Linked DNA regions of Anas platyrhynchos: region 1 is linked to region 2. A link is a contact called in public Hi-C data. All regions are on one chromosome and are shown on one strand. The core of a region is the stretch at or near the end of the contact, and the rest is flanking DNA. Distances in the headings are between cores, read along the strand shown.

Evidence for each region. A called contact is a pair of places that touch in the nucleus more often than the background predicts.
Region 1: a contact with region 2 is called in a Hi-C map of F1 follicle, with 5 times the contacts expected there. The contact joins the enhancer-like site here to the promoter of DAW1 in region 2. A contact is called at or near these places in 3 of 8 Hi-C or Micro-C datasets (F1 follicle, skeletal muscle and subcutaneous adipose tissue).

Annotation. Positions count from the first base shown.
Region 1 is chr9:23,315,939-23,319,864 of IASCAAS_PekinDuck_T2T, reverse strand. No RefSeq gene overlaps it. Among named protein-coding and RNA genes, the nearest start is that of PID1, 160 kb to the left of the region's middle. Within about 2 kb of position 2,049, at least 1 of the 8 cell types and tissues checked has an H3K27ac peak or open chromatin away from gene starts, as enhancers often do.
Region 2 is chr9:23,051,202-23,055,326 of IASCAAS_PekinDuck_T2T, reverse strand. It overlaps DAW1 (dynein assembly factor with WD repeats 1), which reads right to left and starts at 2,724. Exons shown (of 13, transcript XM_027464624.3): 1 at 2,571-2,724; 2 at 1,394-1,466; 3 at 243-387. The coding sequence starts at 2,610. It overlaps LOC140003182 (a long non-coding RNA gene), which reads left to right and starts at 2,829. Exons shown (of 5, transcript XR_011811310.1): 1 at 2,829-3,011.

The sequences.
Region 1 (3,926 bases), core at 800-3,299, 270 kb before region 2:
GGGCAATTTTCCTTCCAGCTATGGACTTGCTTATTGAAACTGTTTCTACAAAATCTCTGAAAAACTCTCTATTGATTTTAATAGATGTGAGGCAATTAATTTGATTAAACACTAGTATGTTTGAGCTAGATTGTATCCTCAGTATCTGCTTTGAACTGAGAGAGATGGAATTAATATTCTTACTTACAGCATGATGCCTGCTAAGTGGCCACTGAGTTCAAGAGGTTAAAATGAGCTTCTTGATTAGTTATTGGCCTGGTAGCATCCAGACAGAGAAGGCAATTGATGGGCAGAAATAGGCAGAATCTTGTGCAATCACTGATGGGAGAACTTGATCTAAGATGCGGATGTTTTTATTGAAAACTTTGACTGAGATCTTAGCAATCTGTATCAAATGAAGAGATGAGGGTGGGTACTACCTATGGCAAGCAGAGTGAAGACCCTTTTCTTGCTCATGTGCCTCTGTTTAGGAAAACAAAACAAAACAAAACAAAACAAACAAACAACAAAAAAAACCACCCACCTTGTAAACCACACTAAACCTCTATCTACTTCATTGCATAACAAAAAGGTTCAGGGAGGAATACAGAGAAAGTGAAGGGCAGCCAATATGAGACAGACAACAGGAGGTTCTTTTCTCAAAATGTGGAATAAAACTGGGTAACTAAGAGTCTCAAGACACCAATATAGATACACTTCATTTAAGTAGACTTGCTCAGTTAAGTGAGAACTGTTGGAAGCAGCAGTCAATGGAGGAAAGCTCTGTCCCTAGAGAAAATGAGTAAGCAAAACATGGAACCAGGAGAAAGGCAGCACGAGCAGCCTTATCTCAGCAAGCAACTAAAGCAGGTGCCACAAGAGTCCCTTTGAATTCAATGAGATAACCAACATGTTGAGCCACTACATATATGCTGTTGAACTGATGCCAATCAAGAGCTGGAAGAAAGAGAGAAAATAAATCCAAATGGAAGAATAGGAATACGAAGGCATAATGTCAACACAATATAGTCTTCCTTCTTTTCTCTCACTTTTTCTCTCCAGCCTGAATTTTCTGTATATAGTGTTGTATTTCATTTTCATTACTATTATTTTTAGCTACATTGGAAGGTCATTCATGCCATAATTATCAGCGTTGCTTTACTGATTGCAGCTTGCAACTTGGCCTTTGCTGAGCTTTTCCCTACTGAGCTCTTCCCAGTTGTTGTCATTACAGGGCCATCATTAGCTGTGTCCTGTAGTTAACAAAGAAGAAGAAAAGGCTTCTTTAAATTCAGCTGTCTGCTCTTCAGGAAGCTGATGAGTTGTCCTGAAAAAAGATATCAGGGGTTGCTTAGGAATAGAAAGATGACATCCTGCCTGTCATGTGAGGCTTTTTAGATTATTTCCTAGATAAGTACAATAATTGCAGGGAAGCATCTTTGGAGGCTGACTGCCCCCTTGCAATGTATAGGTTAGGCACAAGGAAAAAATGTCAGGCTTAGTTACTGTTCTGCAGTTGATGGCATTTTTTTATGGGGAATTAAACAGTAATAATATGTAATATTGCTTTACCTAGCATCACCTGAAGCTAATGTTATTTTTAATGCATTTAGTACTGTAAATACATATTTAGAAATTACTGCTATCTGTCCAACCATAAAGGTTCCATTAACAATCAGAAAAATAAAGGTTTCATTAACAATAAAGAAGCAAAGGTACTACACCTTAAGAAAAAGATTTAGGTTATTAAAAGTCTCATTTTCTCTAAGCCAGAGTGTAACACAATACCAAAAGATTGAAGCAGTAGGACCAGTACATACACTTGAGCACAGTACATACACTTGAGCACGTGGGTGTTTAAATTTTTATTTTTATTTTTTTTTTTAATTAAGATATTTTCACTTAAATTGTGCCTGTGCATCACTTTGTTAGGGCTATCGGTAACTACCACAGCCTGCTTCACTATATTTCTTTATCACAGGGCACAAGCAAAAGGACACTGTTACTCCTCAGCCCTGCACTTCTTCACGTGGCCATGCTGTGGCACAGGAGACCAGAAATCGCTGTGGTATCTCACTGCTCACTTGGACATTGTGTGAGGCAGGACTTTGCTCAGGGCTGAGGGTGAATGACCACGTACTTTAATGCTAGGATTGATGCATATCATGACAATGCCCTGAGACACCTCAGGAAAGTCCTTGCCACCAGCCAATGGACCCAGAGGCTCTGACCCACCGCAGCAGCCTGGTTCCAGCCAGGCCACCAGCCAGGTGCCCAGTCCTCTCCAGGAGATGGACAGAGGGGAGCAAGGCCACTGAAGCAGCTGCCCTTCACCTCTCTCTCACTTTCTCCTCATCTATATGCAGCTGAGAGGCAGCATATGTATGGTATGACTTCTCTGTGGCTCCTATATGAATAATCTGCACCCAGCTACTGGCACTGAGCCCGTGGCAACACAGCAACTTCTGCAGGCATGCCTGTCTGCCTTGCAGGAGCCAGTGCTTCTGCTAACGTGTTTCTTGCTGGTTTAGTGGTACACCCTGACACTTTTGGTAGGCCTACAAGGCCTAATGCCCACCCTGGGAAATGGCTGTAATTTCTTTCTTTGATTGGGAATGGATCAGAGTGTACCATGCAGTAGATCTACAAGCTTTTCTGGTACTTGCTCTACTAACCAAGCTCCTGAACTCCACATACCTATTTCAGACCAACACCACTCTGGCGGTCATTGGTGCTTAATGATACCAGCCTCAGGGCTGATCTTCCTCAGGTATCAGGGGAATGGGAAAAGCTGTTTCATTCAGGCGGGGAGGACAGTGTGACAGGGCTGTGTCCCTTATAGACACTCTGGAGACCACAGAAATACCACGGCTCAACCTCATGGGGCACTCACAGGGCATCACTACTGAGGTCCATGTAAATACATAGTTATGAGCCCGTCAGTTGTAGCCCTTGTTGTTGTGCTCCAAGGAACATTTCACCTCACTCTCAGATCTGTTCCTCTGCCAGGAACCATTTCCTCCCTCAGGCATTCATTGGCAGCAGGGAGAAGGGAAAGAGCTGTCAATCTGAGCAGGATACATAACGGCTTTGGCTGAATATTATTTCAGGCTTGCATATTTCCTCAGGGTAAATGAAACGGGTCCAATTTTAGAATTAAATTTTGGTTTTGAAATTGAACTTCACTCCCATCTTCCTAATTTTAAGTCCTAGGAGAATCCTAAAATCTCAAACCAAATTTAAAGGAAAAAAGCTAAAAATGCATTGAATTCTCTTGAATTCTCACCCCTTTCATTGCCAACACCACTGCTCCTATCTCCTCCTACTTTGCTGTTGTTTATTCTGCAAGTTGTTTATTCTTTTCCAAACACATAAAAAGCACAGCCACACAATTACCTAGCTCAGATTACCCTAATGATCACCCTAACACCAGGCACTTATTCATGCTTCTATGATTAAACCCCTCTCTTTGGGTACAGCACACACACCCTACAATGGAACTTGGGACGATGCCTGCAGAAGGCAAGCACAGAATACGCTTATCCTCCAGATGGCGATACATTCATATTTTTCCACATTTTCCCTCTGAATTTGAAAGAAAAGCTGATGTTTTAGGTTCTGGACAGCAAGAGCTTGTAATTTAAAATTTATATGTAAACATTGCATTTCCTTGCAGTATTTATTTATAGTGACAACTATTCCGTGTATATATAACTATGTATATACATATACTTAAAAAACATATGTCTTTATATATATACATAGATATGCACACCTACGTCTCACTGTAGGCATGCAAGCTACACGTGTCCATTCTGCTCTGCTCCGCCCAGGCAGGACTGCTTTAAAAATATAGAAAGAAGATGCTCTGTGATGGGAAGGAAAGGACAGTGATGGCAGCAGTTTAATTTCTAATTAATTGATCTGTCATGATTAACTCCTGACAT
Region 2 (4,125 bases), core at 1,475-3,974:
AGAGTTTAGGAACAGTTATACCTCTGGCCTTTTGGGGGAATTCCTGACAGGCACAACCAGGCCATATTCAGTCTCTATAACAATGTGATCAAAAAGACACAAGACATGATCAAAAAGACACAAAAAATTAGTAATGAAGCCCAAATGTTGCTCTCAGGTACCAATACACAGCTCTAAAAACAATCACAACATTCCAATGAAACCCCCCAAATCTCCAATATTATTTTAAAGATGACTCTGACCTTAAAAAGATAGAACTTGTGATCTTCTTGTTCCCCTAGCTTCTCCTGCAATCTTCGTACTAAATTTATGACATATTCCTTGCATGAAGCTGTGATGAGAGGTTCTCCTTTTTGAATTTCTTCTACTAAGGCTATGACATCTGTGCTAATTATGAGGAAAAAAAAAAAACAGATTTCATCCTCTGGCAATAGTTATGATTATAAATGCAAGCATATTATTTACTTGCAGAGAAATGAAAGCAAGAAGTTAAATGAAATTCATTTATCTCATCCTGTAATGGCTTAAAAGAAATGTGAATAAATCTTTCTTGCATTCTTCTTTCCCTCTTTAGTAAAGCAGTTCAGTCAGATTTAACTTGTTAGAATTTTAGCTTAGCAAGAGCTTTATCTTCTCAATGGGTTTCCACAGAGGGTCAGACATGGGAGATGTGCATCCAAACATGGTTTTGGCATAAACATTTAAATTACAGTGGAGCTTCGTGAATTGCCCATGAAGTAGCAACAACAAAAATTAGATGTGGAAAGCATTAAAATGATCTCTGTGTGTGTCTTCACAGATATATGTATCTCATATATCTGTAACTCATAATTATGATAGGAATTACTAGAACATGGTCCACAGTCCACTGGTACTCATAAAGACCCCAGGAAGTAGTTCACAGCTAACCTGTAGAATCAGATCTTCATTTTCTACAATCAGATAAACTGCTGAATCCTACCCATCCATCAGATAAACTGAGGACTGACAATATGCAGCACTGAAAGTGCAAACATACACTTATAACCGGTCCTACTGAGAAAGCCTAGCCTTCCTGCTAGCATGGAAATCATTGCAGTCTAAAAGGGATTTTCTATTTCAGTCCTCTAAACAGGAGCTACTAATATACCCATAAATTAGTATCCCCTCAATGGTTATACTCCTGTTAAGTAATGCAAGACAACTTTCATCTTTCACACAGTGACTTGTTATACCAAGAATACTGAGCTGGACAGTTTCAGGTAGGCAAAAATAAATAGTTTTTATATTTGGATCTTTCAGTGTGCATTTTAGTGAAAGAAACATCATTCACCTCAATTATGTTTAAAATAATCAGAATTGTATATAAGCACGCTATAAAACAGCAGATACTGTTGTTGCCTGAAATACTTACTCAGGACTAAGATCAAGTAGATCTATAGGTCTGGTCTTCGGCTCACCACCTTGTACATATTCCAGAATAATTCCTTTAAAAATATATGATAAACAGGTTATAATTCGATGTTAGGGATTTTATAATGCATACTGTTAATGCTTCTGCTTGTGTTGCCCTACTGACTTAGCAGACCTACTTCCAGCTACTGAGACAAGAAGGAGGTTAGGAATTCTCAGCAGAACAACTCTGCTATGTTTATATGATAACAAATACTAAATCTTATTACTTAAATATTTATGATCCATTTTCAATTCTGGAAAATAACACGTTGTTGGTGTTTGCTTTACCCCAACCACTTCTCACATGATTTCATCAGCTCTGTTTTCAAATAAACTGTACTGAAGATACTTGCTGCAGTTTGTATTTCCAAGAAGCCCAGAAAATTTGTTTTACAAAAACTGTTACATTTATTTCACTGTTTGCAAAGGCCTATGTGCAGTGACACACAGAAAACCAGAGCACACTTCCTATTTCCAGGTGTGCTCCGTCACCTCCACAAGATGTACTTTCAGCTAACGCATTAAAACGTTTAACCTCACTGCTTAGTATTCTGCCGCTCCTTGCTTTTCTGTGGGAAGGGATAATTTGGATTAATGTTCACGTCACTGTATGTAAGGAAAACATTTAATTGGACAGAAAGATCTGTCATCACATCACGCTCCCTGGGCTTGTCCTCTCCACCTCGTTCCAGTCCGTGAAAGCGGTCGCTCTCCTGAAGGAGTTAGCGACGAGGCCAGCTCGCTGCCAATACCTCATCAAAGCACGGAGCTGCTCCGAGAAGCCACACAACAACCACACGAAAAATAAGCAACACGGCAACTTTCCACTAAGCAGGCCGTTACACCACACGTACGCTTTTTGGGGCTAATTGCCGCGATTTTGGAATTTTAAACGCCCCGCGCCTCAGCAGAACGAGGCGATGCACAAACACCTGCCTCGCCTACACGAGGTGCCAGCACCATCCCCAGCACCCCCTCCGCAGCACGCCGCGGGCGGACAGGAGCCCTACAGCAGCTGCCCTGCGCCCCACAGCGCCCCACACGAGCAAGGTGCACACGCGAGGAAGGTAACACGAGTGGTTACCGACAGCCCCCACCCAGCCACCCAGCCGTCCCCAGGCCGCCAAGCCCCGCACCCGGCGGGTAGTAGCGCAGCAGCAGCCGCCTCAGCCCCATCGTGCGCCGCCAGCCCCGAGCCCCGAGCCCCGAGCCCCGAGCCCCGAGCCCCGAGCCCCGAGCCCCGAGCCCCGAGCCCCGAGCCCCGTCCCGCTGCCACGGCAACGGCCAAACAGAGCCTGCGCGCGTGCGCCGCCACCCGCCGCGGCGGCCGCCATCTCCCGGCCCCGCCGCCTGAGGGGCAGGCAAATGGTGGTGGTGGTGGTGCCCTGCCCGGGGTCCCTCACAGCGAGGGCTGTGCCGTGTCTGCAACAGGCGGGCAGCAGAGCGCTGGTTTCTTCCTTCCTCTGTTCTCCATCATCCAGGCTTTCAACCTGCATTTCAGCAGAACTAGCTGCTGTAACAGCAAGGTGTCACCTGGGAGCTCGTCAATATACAAAGTTAGGCTTGCTTTTTCCCAGGTGGACTGATTTGTACCTCTCCCTATTAATTTTACTTGTAACGATGTGTTGTGTGTGGGCTCAGTATTTGAAGGCTTTTCTGCCATTCTTGCAGTCACCTCATGGTGCCCCCCTGAGCACCACCAGCTGGAAGGGCTGGCCCAGGGCTTCACCTGTGCGCCGCGGAAATCAAGGTGTCAGCCTGAAAGCCTGAGCTGGAGCGTGCTACAAGTGTAACCAACATGGAACCATTAGAAGATAATGTACCAAAGAGTCAATCTTTATGCAGAAATGGCCGTAGATCATCGACAGCGGAAGCAGCCAACATCCTTTCATTTCATCAGTCTCCTCACAGCCCGTATCATTGGTGAGGGGTCACTAGAGCAAGGTTCAGGTCACTGTCTAACAGTACGTGACTTGTGTGAAACACTCACAGGGCTCCCTACAGCTTCACTTTGAAGACAGACCTTTGGTTCTGCAAAACTAGGAAGTAAAATACAATGGCCAGTTCCAGGTTGTCTGTGAGACATGACTGGGGTTTGGTTTGATCTTTTGTCTCGTTCATATGTGGAAGGTTGGTTATCTTGAGGCAGATAGGAAATATTTTCATTGAAAACAATCTAAACAGCTTTACAACAGAACTGACTTATTTGGAATGACACTGTTCAAAAACAACTTTTTGAACAACCCCTAGTCTTGGCGTCCTCTAGTGTCTTAACAGTTTTTTATATTTGTTTAGCGTAACATGTAACCACCTCAATTATTCTTTCTAGGCATAAATATTTTTCTGTTCTTTTAGCTTAAATGATGCTAACAATGAACATGCCATGGGTGCTGCTTCTATATTAACTCCTTCCTCTCTGTTCTTTGCAAACACACATTCATGCAGCCTCTCTGGTGTCTTCAGTATTAGTTAACACCATCTAGAAGTGTTATGTGTGATTTGTATGTTAAATTTGAAGGCTTGGTACTTCTATACAGCATAAATGAGGAGTATCTGCTATTTTAATATATTTTCTACAATAAGCCTCTCTTCAGTCCTGTACTTCAGGATGGTATTTGCGTCATTGGATCAATTACTGTGGTATTCTTGAGAAATATTTTTTTTTCAAGGTTTTGCATACCATATACCAAC